2 separate regions of the Drosophila melanogaster genome follow, and region 2 is linked to region 1. Evidence: chromatin contacts called from public Hi-C data. All regions are on one chromosome and are shown on one strand. Each heading gives the region's core, a stretch centred on a gene start, on an enhancer-like site or on the middle of the called end of the contact. The rest is flanking DNA. Distances are from core to core; before and after follow the strand shown.

The links. Hi-C and Micro-C count contacts between places; a contact is called where the count stands out from the background.
Region 2: a contact with region 1 is called in a Hi-C map of the Kc167 cell line, with 1.7 times the contacts expected there. The contact joins the promoter of Spc25 here to the promoter of Men in region 1. A contact is called at or near these places in 5 of 107 Hi-C or Micro-C datasets (the Clone 8 cell line, the Kc167 cell line, the S2 cell line and 1 more) and 2 of 6 datasets of contacts at active chromatin or transcription factors (the Kc167 cell line and the S2 cell line).

Annotation. Positions count from the first base shown.
Region 1 is chr3R:12,719,508-12,724,478 of dm6, reverse strand. Men (Malic enzyme) reads left to right here and starts at 2,037. Exons shown (of 4, transcript NM_080141.4): 1 at 2,037-2,343; 2 at 4,452-4,971. The coding sequence starts at 2,282.
Region 2 is chr3R:12,959,685-12,964,460 of dm6, reverse strand. Spc25 reads right to left here and starts at 2,716. Exons shown (of 3, transcript NM_141982.3): 1 at 2,499-2,716; 2 at 2,219-2,435; 3 at 1,212-1,744. The coding sequence starts at 2,625. The coding sequence ends at 1,420. It overlaps grsm (granny smith), which reads left to right. Exons shown (of 7, transcript NM_169482.1): 3 at 4,144-4,776. It overlaps Cyp304a1 (Cytochrome P450 304a1), which reads right to left and starts at 670. Exons shown (of 4, transcript NM_169484.2): 1 at 545-670; 2 at 232-483. The coding sequence starts at 638.

The DNA of each region.
Region 1 (4,971 bases), core at 788-3,287:
AAAATCATTTGATGATAAAAGTGGCCCTCAATTGCCTTGTTGCTTGTTGCACGTCGTTGGATCTCCCCTCATCACGTTGTTATTAAATTGCAATGGCAAAAAGTTGAAAAAGCAATATGTGCAAAACATGGTTGAACTGAGCATGTGAAAAGCACTGGACTCGGAAAATCAGCTGACACACCTCTAAAATAGCAATCGCGCGGTTTGAGTGTTGTATTATAAAATGGCAAACTATCAATTGGTCATTGATTTTATTTTCTAACGCAGGTTACAAACATGCATTCCTAAATTGACCCACCAATTTATGGTGAAATAATGTAATTCATAACAAAAGGTGTTATTGTTACAATTATTATTATTATTTGTATTTGTATAATACAAAAGAAACCGTTAATCATAGATAAATAACGGTCGTTTTCAGAACTGCAGCTGGCGCCATCTGTTATTATTTATGAACACTCCAACGCAAACAAAGCTTTTAAGCTTTTATTACATTAACAGTAGCGCCTAAAATTAACGGCCAAATCTAGAGCTTAACGATAGCGCCATCTATTATATTTTAAGCGAACTATCACTTATCAGTAATGTTTTGCAATGCTAGGTTTTATGGTTCTGTTAAACGAATTTAAAAAAATATAAATTATAAAAATTTCTAACTGGAAATTTCCATTCGGAGTGGTTTTTAGTATTTTTTGGAGTTTCGCTTGTATAATCATTGTTATTGTTGGCCTCCTTAAGATACTTTCGTGGTCACTATTGTATGAACTAGATAGAATGAATCGAAATTTTAACAAACTACGATGTTATCTGTGGTTTTTAAAATACATATGTAGATAAGTTAATAATGGTATAGCGACATTCTTTGTTAGTTTTATATGCACACTTTACTTCAATAATCCAACAATTTTCTCGTATATGTCGATAATACCAATATTAATGCAGCCACGATTCCGCCGTATGGTTTTTTTTTACTGACTTAACTGAAATTACAATTGACCCTGGCAGCAATTGAAATCGTGTTGCAACTTTTCATACGACACTTTCGCAAATTTTAGACAGTAAACACAAGCCGACACTTCAACAATAAATTCGATATAGCAAACCAAACCCAGTAATTAATGTGTGTCATATTTGCACAATTGAACAAGATCTTTGAACATTAGTGCAATATATATTATGATTTCAACAGACAGCAGTGCAATAAAGCAAATCTAATTAAAATTCGAGTGCCACCCAGGCGACAAATGAAACAGCGGTAAAATCATTAGGTGATAAAATCAGAGTCAAAAGGCGAAAAAAGCCTAAGGATCCACCACACCGACTACCGAGTCCCCTTCCCCATCGTTTCAACTCAGTGCATTTGAAATGACCCGGAATTCATTGGATTTATAAATTTTTCTTCGCCACTTGCCAAGTGCAGCCGACTGGGACGCGATGGTCAGCAATCGAGTTGCCTTCTTTGAAAGCTGAAATTATTATTTTTTAATTGGCCAGCAACAAATTGCTTCATGCATTTGTGTGTGCCGCCCAGAGGTCACTGCGATTAACCAACCGCTCAGGTTTTGTGTGACTCCAAGTGAAGTACAACTCAGCGCCAAAGCTTCTCTAAGGCTGCAACGATTAATCAAATACGGTGAAACCCCGAAATGAAAGTCTTGCTAGATTAAAATTAAAAAGAGAATACAAACAAACCCATTTTTGTATAGTCCTTTTGTAAAGCATAAAAATTTACAAATTATAGTTAAATAAAACAGCAGATTACCTAATATCAACGTTAAATAGTGTTTAAAGTTATTGATTTTTATATAAGAAATAAACTAAAAACCTATTAAAAATGCATTTTAGATTTCATCCTTTTTAGCGAGGGGCCACTGTAGCCGTCTGGGCCTACCAAAGTGACTCAGTGGAGCAAATGTCGCGTGCTGCCTGCGTGCGGGTGCGAGCGGGAGGGCAGCACCGGACACTCTCCTTCTCCTTCTCCTTTGGGCCGCCCGCTGCTAGCAAGTTGCCTCCGGTGTTCGCAGAGCCGCGATTTCAGCGCGAGTTCAGTTTTTGATTCAGTTTCAGGCGGTTCGGAGTTGCTAAGTCAAGCGCAATAGCTCAAAATACACTTTTTTTAATTTTTGTTAATAACTGTTTTTAATAATTCCGGTGAAACATCGCGTGGTCAAGCGAACTGAGTTAATTTTCGCGTTAGAAAAGTTCACAAGTTTTGCGTTTACCAAATAATTAACTATAACTATTTAACTGGAGCTAATTTAACTGAAATTTAGAACCCAAAATGGGTAATTCCAGTTCCATTTGCGCCGATCGCAATGTCATAACAAATTTCGATGAAAATGGGTAAGAAATGAAATGGAAAAGTGAACAAACTGAAGCTGAACTCAAGCGATTGGCAAAAGAGGATTTCGAAAATGCGAGAGTTGGCCAAAGAGTTTGTGTTTACTAATGCGCAAACATGTTTGTAATTAATTTGTTTATTTTTATTGTTACTAAAAACTAATAACTGAAAGATTAGGAAATTATATTTTACATAAAAAAGTTATTTATAAAAAACCATTACAAATTCTTAACATTTTTTGTTTCGATACTTAATATATTTAAGTAGATCCTTTCCTGCAACTACAAGTTTTTTCTTGTGCAAATGCAAGCCAAGCCACCGCCCTCAGCCCCGCCCCTCCAATAATTTGTTTCTCGAGGTGTCATTAGTGGTCAATGATTCGTTTTACTAGTGTTTTATCAACGATTTACAGGCGACTCGTCGGCGTTGCGATAAAAAAGAATAACTTCTGACACACGCCATCGATAAAAAATTAGAGCACCACCTTCTTAATTAACGATTTTCGAAGTAAAAAGAAAAAAAAAAGTTAGAGCGACAGGTGTGTTTTGCTCACGAAGGTACTTGGAAAATGTAATTCGTTGGCAAAGCTGAAGTAAATTGTTAATATTTATGAAGGTTGCTCGGGCACACACACAAACATGTGTGATATATTCCAATTTATTCGCCTGCCGTGTTTTACTTTCAATTTTTGTGTAATAATTGAATATATCAAACAGACATCCGAGCAAAAGCGGAACGGGCCCACCGGTCGTATGAGTGAGTCAAGTGCAAAGTGGGGCGGGAACTGAAGCGATTCGGGACACTGAAGGTTAAGGTTGGGGTTTGGGGCTTCTACCTTGAGGCGTCTCTTTAAATAATTTATACTTAGTCAGATGCCACAAGTTCAGGAGGTATTATTGGTTTATATTTAACGCCATCGAGTCTAATAATCTCTAATAGAAAAGGTTCGGTTTATTTAATTCAAGTAATGCACGCACGTTGTACTTAAGTTTACATTAAAATCAAAGCTACTGATTATAAATAATAGTAGATAAGAAATTGCTAACTGCAATACTCTATAGTCTAATTTGAATACTATTATTTCGACCGCTGCTGTTCTCACGGAAACTTTTCGCATGCTATTCACGCCGCATCGCAATGTTTTCCAGGTCCCAGACAAATGATTTGATGGTAATAATCGTTGTTTAATGGCGTTTATATGTGCAGATAGTGTTTGCACCGCCCTTATCAGTCAGCTGATATACCCCACACAACTGAAACTAATCGGAGAGAAAGAGCCAAAGAGCGCGGAAACAAAACAAAATCGCAAAGTGTATACATATGGTGGTAGCAAAACAAATCGAATACTGCGGTTCAGTTCAGCACGAAAGCTGCAGCAACGCAGACAAAAGTCAAATACTCAGTGAGATAATTGTCGGCAAATCAATATACTAATAAGTATATAATATAGAAGACTTTTAAGAGCACCGCCATGTACTCGATCCTACGACGCTGTTCTGGTATCAGAAAAACTTTTGGACCGTGAGTCGAATGCAAGAATTTCAGAATAACAAGTATAATGTGGTGTCATACGATTGGACCACAGATCAAGAGGGTGTGTTTCTGAATTGGCAATAATCAGTGTCACTTTGGCACCACTTATCGGTTTCCATCTGGAAGGCGTGTCTGCGATGCATCGCCTCATCATATGACCATGCACATACGTTCAAACATATCAGCGCATTTCAAAGGTTCTGAAAACCTTGATAAGGAATCTGAAACGAAGAGTACCCACCCTTTAAGGGCCTCTTTTAACCCTAAATACCATTTTATTGCTCTACGACTTTTTGGCTATTACAAAAAGCTTTTTATGGTGAAATTCATATATTATTATATACTGTTATATAATATACTATTCAAATAAGATATATATACTATTAAAATGTAATATATATATTATTAACAATTGTTAGTGTGGGAACGTGGAGTGTGTACGATTAAAATTCAATTAAAAATGTTAACATCGGTTCTTTCAGAAAGAGTATCCGAATGTTGGTGACGAATTGGTTGTTATTGTCACTCCCGCATTGACATTCATTCACATATTGTCTGCTCTCTCTCTCTCCCTCAGCACGCCGGTTTATCCCACCGCCAACAATTCGCAGAGTCCTTCCTCATATAGTCGCGGCAAAGAGCGCGAGCTCGGCTGTTACACGAAGAGAAACAGCAACAGCAACAACAACAATAGCCATGAGAGAGAGAGTCAGAGCTGTTGTAGTAGTCGTGTGTGTAAAAATCATACGACCACAACGACAACCACACTCGAATACGAACTTTCCAATTTCGCAAAACTAACGACACGAATCACAACGCAAAGTGCCGCCGAAGTGGACACATCGCCGCATACGGATACGGAAACGCATAGGGACAGAGATTCGAATCCGGGTAATATAGCCTTAGCCACCGATTTGGAACTGCCCAAGGGTCTGCCGTTATCGTTATCCTCGCGACACCACTGGAATCAGCTGCAGAGCAGTTTGCACGCCCTTCACCACCAGCAACAGCAACAACAACAGCAACTACGTTCATACAGCTCCACTAGCGAAACAAATTTGGAAGACAAGATGAGCAAACCCGATTCGAAACTAGAT
Region 2 (4,776 bases), core at 1,467-3,966, 240 kb before region 1:
TCAGTCAAGGTGGCAGGGCAAGCTAGTTATATATAAATATAAGTGTGAACACGACTGATTGACAAGACTTCACTTTCTTTGACTGTGAAGTGCGCCAAGTATCAATCGCTTGCGAGCGATAAGCGTGTTTTGTTCGTCAGCCGCGACAATTAATTCACGATTGACCCCATTATTATTTCAACAACGCCATTACAAGTGTCCACAATCGTTGCACGATACGATTGGACTCACCTCGCACATCTTGGCCGGGATCGCGCATGGCGGCCACGAAAAGCTGCGGCCGTCCATCGAACACCTGATTATTGAGGATCTCGCGCACTCCATCCGCACTGTGGACAACGGCCACCGGAAAAGGACCCACATGCAGTCCAATGATATCCGACTTGTACCACCGACTGAGGGTCAGAGCCGCCTTGTGCAGATACTTAAAGTTGATGATCAACATGAAGAGGTAGCTGCCGAAAAGCGGAATCTTTGGAGGACCTGTGAATAATCCGATAAGCTTGAGTCCACCCAGAGAGCAGCAAAGCCAGATAAAACGAACCGGGTGGAAAGCCGGAGGGTCGACCCACTGCATATCGATACGAAAGGCAGAGGAACACCGCCGCGCAGATCGTCAGGAGAGTTTCCGTGATCATCGTGGATTCCGGACAACAACTGAATCCGCGGCTGCGGTGCGGCTGCGTTTTTGTAGCCACGATAGGTCGCTCTAACTTTCGCCGGACAATAGCAATTGAGCAGCGCCAATCTATATGGATCGCTGTTTATTCATAGATCGGTTAGTCGGTGGCACTCTGAGTCGCTTGTGACTTTCGAGATTTCTCGATTAACACCGGCCGCCATGTCAAAAGCTCTCAGATAATCATACAAATCTTAAAGAAAGGTGTTTAATAAAACAGGTCTTGTTCTGATATAGTTATAAGGAAATTACCCAAACATTTGAAATATATATAAAACCTTATAGTAATAGAGAACTCATTAAACCAAATTTATGATATAATTATCACTAAAGTTGTAAATTTGGTTAAATATGATAAGAAGACTTTTGATTTAAAATAAATTCAATAACTGGTTTTTAATTTGAATAAGTTTGAATTGGAACTACTTAAACTGGAGCCTTTCGCGATATCTCTTCTTTGGCGATATCTCTAAAAATTTTTAAGCTTCCAGTGAAGATGATATATCAGAAAAAAGAAAAAAAAAAAAATTTTGGGAGATATATGTATAATTTACACTGCACTTAAACAATTACAAGCAGTACTTAAATGGCTAAAAAACTGCTATAATAAGATGCTTAATTCGTTAAGATGAATTCCCAATTGAGCTTTTATTGGAAGCCAACTATTTATAATGCTAAAATAAAGTGCTCCATTGGAAAAGGGTCTTCCCCCTAATCCAAGTAAATCAGTTAATCGGAAGTCAGGTGTGGCTCATCGGCGATGTGAGATCAATCTCGATTATAGACTTGCAATTGTCTGCTTCCTTGGGCGGAGTAGTGGGAGCACGTGACTCCATAGCCATGTCCATGGCCAGCGAGATAAGCTGCTGCCACTGCGCCACGTCCACATTTAGACTCTCGAGATGCTGACACAGTGAGTCCAGTCCTTCCACATCGGTCGCCTTCAGATCAAAGGGTATCAACTGGTCGCGTTTATCGCCACGGAGTACAGTGACACCCTTCACACGTGCCGGCAGCGCTTCTTGATTTATATAGGTTCTTGTTGTCTTCGACAGCGTGTGAATGCTATAAAATAAAACAAATAAACACACATTGCTCTCATTATAGTATACTAAGTTTAAAACTGACCGCATTAAAATCGGATTTGTTTGAAAAATAAGAGCGCATGTGAGGCTATGCAAATAAATTATGTATGTAAGCTAAATAAGTTATTTGGAACACGACCTCAACTATATCTATTATTTGCAGTTTATAGACTTTGATGATGCTCCTAATAGATTTAGTTAAAGTAAATAAAGTATTTGATTAGTCTCTCACTGCAACTTGTACGCATGTAAAGACCATAAATGTTGACAATACATTATTGTCATATACATATATTTGTACCAATAGTAGTTTTGGATGGACTAAAAATCAATATGAATAGTCATTTTTATGTATAATAAGGACAAGATCGAACCCATTGGAGCCCGGAAAATATTAGCTAGCCATTCGTGCTAAGAAAATCTTAATATGATTATCTTTGACCTAATCCCTGACCTTTCCATGATTTCGTTTTTGCGCTGTTTGGCCAGCATTTTCTGCTGTTTAAACCAATCTTTCATGGCCAAATTGTGAAGTTTGGTGGCCTCCAGTTCTCGATCAAGTTCCTCTATGAAGGAAACTCGCTTGTCCAACTCCTCCCGCCGCTCCATGAGCACTTTTTGCAACTTTCCCACTTTCCGCTGATGGCGCGAAGCTGCTTCCTTGACATCCACTAAAATATTTAGTGAAATATATCAATTGAAATGGAGATATATGGAGATAAATTCCAACTCACACAAATTGCTGTTGAATTTAAAGACCTTTTTGATGAATTTCGCCTCGAGGGCTTCCATGTGAATTTGTTTTTCGTACAAAGCCTTTACGCGCCTTTCGTAACTCGATTCAGTCATAATAATTGCCATTTTAAACTCAATTTACTGCAATCAATTAAAATCTTTAAAAACTAAGCGCCGTTTTCCAGACGCTTGTTTTGCTTTCCAGTTAGTGGTGGTACTTCTCATTAGGGATGACACTTCCACGACACCAGCAGGGTGGCCAGGCTGAAAGAAAAAAGTGGTTCTGCACTTATCGATAGCTGACATCGACTTATCGTCGTGCAAGTCACATCTCTATTAGCCGGCAAGCAAAAAATTGCAAGTCAAATTGGCAGCAAAATAAAATAAAAATAAAACGTCGGCACTTTTGGCAAATTTTTGTGCAATTTCTGAAGCAGGCACTTCATGCGTTTGCTGCTCTGCGTCCAGGCAATACGCAACCATCTCGCTCGCACCTACAGCAGCGCCCGCTTCAAAAAGGTGAGCGAATAAAAAGGCAGAAAATGTGCAAAAAACGCTTTGCAAACGAAGAAATCGCGAACAAAGAGTCTAAAAATAGAGAATATAGAATTTGCATAATATTTCTACATATCGAGTGTCCAGTCAAATCCAATTGAAAATGGGTAAATTAGATGTTTATCCACTTTTCGGTTTCGAATGCTGCGAGTCGGTCAACGACCCACTTGTTGTTCTTGTTGCACCGAATTCAAGGTCATGTGGCATTTGCGATTTTAAGAAACTTAAATCGCTTTATGCACAATGATATCGTGCTTATAAAACCCATGCGAGTTTATGGAGCATCGTAAAGATATGTGCTGAACGATATCTTTTCGGTAGTTTATGTTTTTATTGCCTTGCGACTGTAAAGCTGGAAAATTGATGGCTTTAAGTTGAAAATGTTAACTACTTAGTTAAGTTATTGTACCAAAATATATTAAAATTAATAATTTGTAAAAAAAAACGTTATTTGATTTTATAAGATTTTCTAATATTCGCTAAAACTCAGAAAATGTTATGTAAATTATTAGAATTCATATTGCTACTACAATTTATCTTAATTTGTTCATTATAAATGCAATACAATTTATATTTATGTATATTAGGTGATTATTATAGTTAAAATATTTTAGAGGTAATTTTTTTCTTTTGAAGCTTCATTTTATGAACCCAATGCTTTTTAGTTGTAAACATAATTATTGATTGATTGTTTTTTATTAGAATTTTAGTTATAAAATTATACTGCAGTATTTTTCACAATGGAGCTACTTTAATTGAGCCATTCTAATATGGGTCAGCTATTCTTAAACTTCCCCTACAGCGTTGCATCCGCTTGCAACCGATGAGTAACGCCCCTGTGTTTGTCCAGATGGCCCTACCCATAACCCAAATGCCACTGCTTATCTCGCCGGTTTTGGCTCTCGTGATTTATGGATGGCTGCATCCATTGACCGCCCCTGTGGTGCAAAGTCGTCGACTGATAAGCAAGTGGGGCACTTGGAGCGCTAAACACCAGATTAGCACCGATAAGATAATACCGGCGGCTTATCACTGGGATTTGGCTAGCCATTCCATTCTTTACTCATTCGCACACACATTCTCTTACAGATGGCCACGGACGTAAAGTTTAACGAGTCGCTAGGCTGCAGTGATCCGCAGACACATCCGGTCCTGATCATCGGCCAGCTGCGCCATCTAAACCTACTGAAGTTCAGTCATCTGGAGAGCAAACTCAGTCCGCGCGTCACCGAGGAGACCTTCCTGAATGCCGTCGCTTGTCTGCATCCCGCGCCCACCGATAAGGTATCCCTCTATCTCGATGTGGCCACCGTGGCTGCCCTGCCATTGAAGGCATCCCGACACAATACGGCATCCCGGGCTCATGCCATCACTCGTCTGGTAAAGAACCATGTGCTGAACGTTTCCGAGGAGAGCGTGGTGCTCGTCTGCGAACGAGAGAATCTATTCGCCAGCGCCTGTGCGGTGGTTCGCGCTTTTCCACTCTATTCCCGCAAAACGGGCAATCTGCTGGCCTCAAGTCAGCCAAAGCTAAATCTTGGATGTGGAGATGGAAACGCAAATTCAGGACGCAACGTAGTCAATGTTGAGTTTGTGCTAATCAACAAGGATGGCTGCATTGAGAGCGAGCCTTTGACAGACGACGAGCTAAATTGCCTGAATGAGACCACACGGGCAATTCGAATGACTGCTCGCATTGTAGATATGCCCTGCAACGAAATG